2 separate regions of the Neogale vison genome follow, and region 2 is linked to region 1. A link is a contact called in public Hi-C data. All regions are on one chromosome and are shown on one strand. The core of a region is the stretch at or near the end of the contact, and the rest is flanking DNA. Distances in the headings are between cores, read along the strand shown.

Region 1 (2,700 bases), core at 101-2,600:
TGTCTGAGCATCTTCTCGCCTTTTTTTTTTTTAACATCTTCCTTCTGCTTTTTAAACTCCTATTCTTCTTAGTATTCCTCTCATTCCCTTTCTTTAATCCTTGATCCTGCTTCTGGGGCAGGGGGGCAGAAGAGGAGAGGGTTGGGTTTTGGGAGAAAGGTGGATGACTGAAGGGACGGGAATGTCCTTGGGAGACAGCCAAGCCTGCCATGGTAACCCGCAAACACACAGCCTGCACATGTCAGGGTGCTGACTGCACGCCCTCCATATGGGGCACATAGACATACCTTCACCCAACAGTCTCTCGTGTGTGTGTTTGTGTGTGTGTGTGTGTGTGTGTGTGTGTGAGACAGACCTCCACTCAGTCAGCCCAGACTCTCCTGGCTTCAAAAACATCTGGAATCCTTTTCTGGTGGAACTCTTGTCCAACCCCCAGCTGGACAACCCTCTTTGTTGGTGTGTCCAGCTACCTCAGACCCTTGCTTGGCACTGGGAGTTATCAGCCCCTGGAGAAGGCTGAGTGAAGTGGGCACCTTTAGAGGGTCTTTGATCCAGAAACATTCAGAAAGACTGTAATGGCTCTCTATGTGTGTATGGCGCGTACACACATCACACGCTGACACATGTGTGCACATGAGCCAGTGGGCTTGGGTCGGCAGCTCTCAAACTTCTTCCACATTGACGATGGCCCATCCACAGTCCAGTGAGGGGGTAAGTGAAAGGACTGATACCCATTTTACAGACTAGGAAGCTGAGGATGAGAAAGAGTCGTGCCTTGCTCAAAGGCAAATAAAGGCGGTAGCGCTGAGATTCAAAACTACCATCCCTACATCCTAGCCTCCAATCCTTCTCTGTTTCACCGCACCTGGAGCTTTGAGCCCAGAAGGCGGCTCAGACCAGCGGGGGTTGGATTCACGCCCCGCTACCCACCCCACGGGGTCGCGCCAATGCCACGCCTCCCCTTGAACCGTCGCTGGAGAGAAGGGAGAAAGCGGCCACCGCGTGTCTCTTTAATGCGCGCCCCGGAGGCCCAGCGCGCCCCCGCCACTATAACTGGAGTGCATGGAGAGGGCTGCGCTCAGAGGAAGGAGGGCGGGCGCTGGGCACCCGTTGACCGACTTTCCCAAGTGCGATCTGCGCCCGTCCGGCCCACGTCCCGCCCCCATGGACCTGCCCCCGGGCGCCTACAGCTGAGGACCCGACGCCCGCCGGGCTGCGGGCCGGGCTGCACCCCGCCGCCCCAAAGGGCACCCGAGTGCTGTACAGGATCCCCGCGCCTCTTCCCGCGGCGCTCGCCGTCGGGCGAGGACTCCGCCGCCGCCACGCCTCGCGCCCCGCGCCACCCGCCCCATGCTGGTGCACACTTACTCCGCCATGGTGAGTAGTCTAGGGGCGCGGGATCGGGGAACCCGAGCGCCCGGACCTGCCGAACCTCCACCTCCAACGAAATCTCGGCAGGAGGGGGCCGCAGGGACTCCGCCAGCTGCGAACCGTGAGGGTGCGCGCGGGACACCCCTGTCCTAGCTCGAGGCTCCCGCGCCCGTGGGATCCTCCGAACTAGACCTCAGGCCCCGCGACGCCCGGGCAGGACGGCAGCCGGATCCCCGAGAGCTGAGGACGGTCCTCTCGGGGACCGGGGTCGTTCAGCTATCAGCGGGTGGCCTAACGCGCCCCTCTCCTTCCCCAGGAGCGCCCCGACGGGCTGGGCGCAGCGGCTGGCGCGGCCCGCCTGTCGTCTCTGCCCCAGGCGGCCTACGGGCCGGCGCCACCGCTCTGCCACACGCCGGCCGCCGCCGACTTCCAACCACCCTACTTCCCGCCGCCCTACCCGCAGCCGCCACTGCCCTACGGCCAGGCGCCCGACGCCGCTGCCGCCTTCCCGCACCTGGCCGCGGACCCCTACGGCGGCGGCCTGGCGCCTCTGGGACAGCCGCAGCCTCCACAGGCCGCCTGGGCCGCGCCCCGCGCCGCCGCCCGCGCCCATGACGAGCCACCCAGTCTGCTGGCGCCGCCCGCCCGCGCCCTGGGCCTCGACCCACGCCGCGACTACGCCGCCGCGGTTCCCCGGCTCCTGCACGGCCTAGCCGACGGCGCGCACGGCCTGGCAGATGCACCCCTCGGCCTCCCTGGGCTGGCGGCGCCGCCTGGCCTAGACGACCTGCAGGTGAGGCCCGAACGGTCCGGGATGGGCCAGGACCGGCCGCGGGGATTTAGGACTCTGGCCGGAGGCACAGTGACAAAGGCGGGTGTCCCACTCGTCTCTCACCCTGCCACCTCTCACTCATGACTGCGAGGAGGAGCCCAAATCTGGGTTACATGCTGCCTGTCCATTCAGGCGGCCTGGCACTGAGTCAGTGCGCGGTGCCTGGAGGGCGGCAACCCTTGGTGGAGTCAACGGACAGAGGCTCGAACACGTCCTTAGCTCTCCGCTCGGCCACGTGAGGCATCCATGGTCCAGACCCAGTCCGCTGGGACAGCCTCCGTCTGAAGCGGAGAGAGGCAGAGGAGTTTTCTAAGGTTCAAAATTGCTATTTTGCAGGGCAGGGTGAGGTATCCAGGGCTTCAGCCACCGGGCAGTCCTGGTCCTGCCAGTGGCTGCCTCAAGGGTAGGTGGAGAGCACTGGGCAGAGTGGACAGGACCAGGACCAGCGACTGCAGGGACTTGGGAAGTGACAGGGGACTAGGTCCATAAGCCCTCTT
Region 2 (2,706 bases), core at 137-2,636, 110 kb after region 1:
TTTCCAGGCCTTCCAGGGATAGGATTCGTCCTGAGAGATGTGGGACAGAGATGTGGGTGTCCAACATCTCTGGGGATTCAAGCACCTGAAGTGGCCTCTGTGGCCGCAGTGACCTCTGTGGCCGCAGTGGCCTGAGAGAGCCCCAGGAAGGGCAGGTTCTCATCAGCTTGGGAGGAGCCTGGCTGTCCTGCGGAGGGCAGGCACAGGGTGGGTGAGGCTGGGCCCACATACACCATCTTTGGAGAGCTCAGCTTTCCAGACTCAGCCACTGCCCTGTCATTCCCTGTATCTATTCACTGAGGGATGGTTCTGTGGGGAATGAGCCTAAGCCAGCGATTTCATTCCCTTGCCTGAGAGGGAAACAATCTCCCTGGAGCCTCTTGAGGGAGGTGTTTGTGGACTAGACAGTAACTTGTGGAACACCAGACTCTGGAGAAAGATCAGGCCAGCAGGCATGCAGGAACCAGAGAAGGCCTTGCAAGCCAGGCTAAGAGAGTGCAGTCCCTGGTCTGAAGTTGGAAGAGCAGGGTCAGTGCCCTGAATGGAAGGGAGGGAGCCAGAGCTGGAGGGGGCTGGAGAAGTGCCTGGGGACGTCCAGTGAGTGAGACGGAGGAGGGCCCCAGATGACTGAATGGAGGGAGCAAGTTTGTGGGTACGGAGAAGAAGGCTCAGTTTGGGACTTGGGAAGTTTAGGTTGCTCGGGATTATCTGGGTGGCGCGGTCCAGTAGGTAGCTGACTGTGGGGCGGGGGAGGGGGGCGGGGGGGGGGACAGGGGTGGGGGACAGAGGCCCTGCTGGAGACAGAGGTTGGGGAGGGAGTCACAAGGACAGGAAAGGACTGAAGTCACAGAATGGAGGAGATCCCAGAAGGAGTGTGGAGAGAACCGGTCCCAGGACAGCCCAGGGGCGCACCGAGGGAGTTGCTTGCCCTGAGAGCTGTCTAAATACTGACTGCTCGGAGCTGGCTAGACGAGTCTAAGAAGCAGGCAGCACCAGCTCCCACCCACAGGTCCCGTCCCACACCTGTGTTCTCACTTGCACACCCCTGCACTCCAAGAGGGGGGCACACCCCGCAGCCCCTTTTTGCTCCTCCCCCAGGCCCCGCCCCTCCCTGCAGACCCTGGGGTTAATCCTCCCCTCCCCCAGATTAGGGGCGCTGCCCCGCTTTGTGCGCCCAAGTGCCCGAGGCGAAAGCCCTGGGAGGCTCGAGGCCGTCGGGGCAGCTGAGTGGGGGAGGGCGGAGTGGGGCGCGGGGAGGAGACACAAAGAGGAGGAGGGACCCCGGCTGCAGCTGTCCCGCGAGGAGGCCGGGACAAAGGGCCTGCTGGCGGGCCGGCCCGAGCCGTTTTCATGCTTGTTGGGATTAAGCGCAGGAAACGTCGCTCCCAGTCGTGCGGATCAGCAGTCCGGGGCGCGCCGGCGCGTGGGGCGGGATCGGCCCCGCCCGCCCCCCGCTTTGTGCGGAGCCCCGGCTCCGGGGAGGCCGCCCTTTTGTCTGCGCCTTTCGGGGACGAGCCCCGCCCGGTCCCGCAGAACACCAGCTGAACGCGGGCCTCCAGCCCTCTCCCTCTTCCCAAGGGCGGAGCACGGAGCTCCACCTTGACACCCCCGCCTGTATGGGGAAAGGTCACGCTCCCCCCCGCCCCCGCAACGCCCGAGGCCCTCGGACATCTCCCACTCCACGGTCCGAGCCCTCCCTCCTCCCAGGTGGGGGCGAGTACAGGCCTCCGGGGACCCATCCCTTAAGGGCCCTGACCTTAGTAGGACGAACCCCCGTTTCTCGCGCGCCACCTCCCCCTTTCCACCCACTAGTCCCATAACCGGATGAATCTTTTCTCAAACCTACTGGTGATAAATGAGAATGGAGCGATTAGAGGATCGACCGGTTCTGAGGGCGGAGGGGGAGTGGGGGAGGTTGTTGGAGGGAAAGGAGCGGGGCGCGGAGGATGCGGTTTAGCCAGAGAAGCCTCCAGGCCTGGAGAGGAAAAGCAGACACATTTCTGGCTGTCTGGTACTGGGCCTGGGAGAGTCTCAGGGTTGGCGGGAGTGTGGACACCTCCCCAGGCTGGGTGCAGTCTTACTTCTGAAAGGGATTGAGGGAGGAGGAGGAGGGAGAAAGCATGTGGGGTCCGTAGCCAGGAGTGTGCGTTTGTGAGTGTGAGTGGTGTGTGTGTGTGTGTACACGCTCATGCATTGGTGTGGGACCTTGTATCTGGGGCCCTGTGTGTTTGAGGTCTGCCTCAGACCCAGAACGTCCCCCCATCTCATGTTCCTCTTCTAACCACCACCATTTCATTAAACTCCTGGGTCTGGGATTCAAGGCCCCTTAGGCTTTGTGCTAATAGCACAATGGCCCAGCTGTATTTCCTACCAGTGCTGGCTCCCCATCTTCTCCCCGTCAGTTAATAACAGCTCAGGTTCGCTTCTTTGTGCCAGGCTCAGGTGTAAGCGCTTTACATGTGTAAACTCTCTCTCACATAATCCAATGAAAGAAGTACTAATTATCCCCATTTGACAGTTGAGAAAACTGAGGCACAGCTAGTAAGTGAAGGATCCAAGACTTCTAGGTGCAGTCTATACTAGAAATCACTATCCTCTGTTGCTTCAACTTTTACTCATTCTCTAGGCCCTTCTACCTCCAGGGAGCCTTTCTAGATCAGGTGCTCTCAGATATCATCACTTTTCTGTTCCTGTCACCTGTTCTGG

What was found. Hi-C and Micro-C count contacts between places; a contact is called where the count stands out from the background.
Region 2: a contact with region 1 is called in a Hi-C map of fibroblasts, with 7 times the contacts expected there. The contact joins the enhancer-like site here to the promoter of TFAP2E in region 1. A contact is called at or near these places in 2 of 3 Hi-C or Micro-C datasets (fibroblasts and muscle).

The regions. Positions count from the first base shown.
Region 1 is chr2:27,227,514-27,230,213 of ASM_NN_V1, forward strand. TFAP2E (transcription factor AP-2-epsilon) reads left to right here and starts at 1,351. Exons shown (of 7, transcript XM_044236360.1): 1 at 1,351-1,377; 2 at 1,688-2,164. The coding sequence starts at 1,351.
Region 2 is chr2:27,339,520-27,342,225 of ASM_NN_V1, forward strand. No RefSeq gene overlaps it. Among named protein-coding and RNA genes, the nearest start is that of C2H1orf216, 11 kb to the right of the region's middle. Within about 2 kb of position 1,387, the one cell type or tissue checked has open chromatin away from gene starts, as enhancers often do. A contact at or near this core is called in fibroblasts, where this site is marked.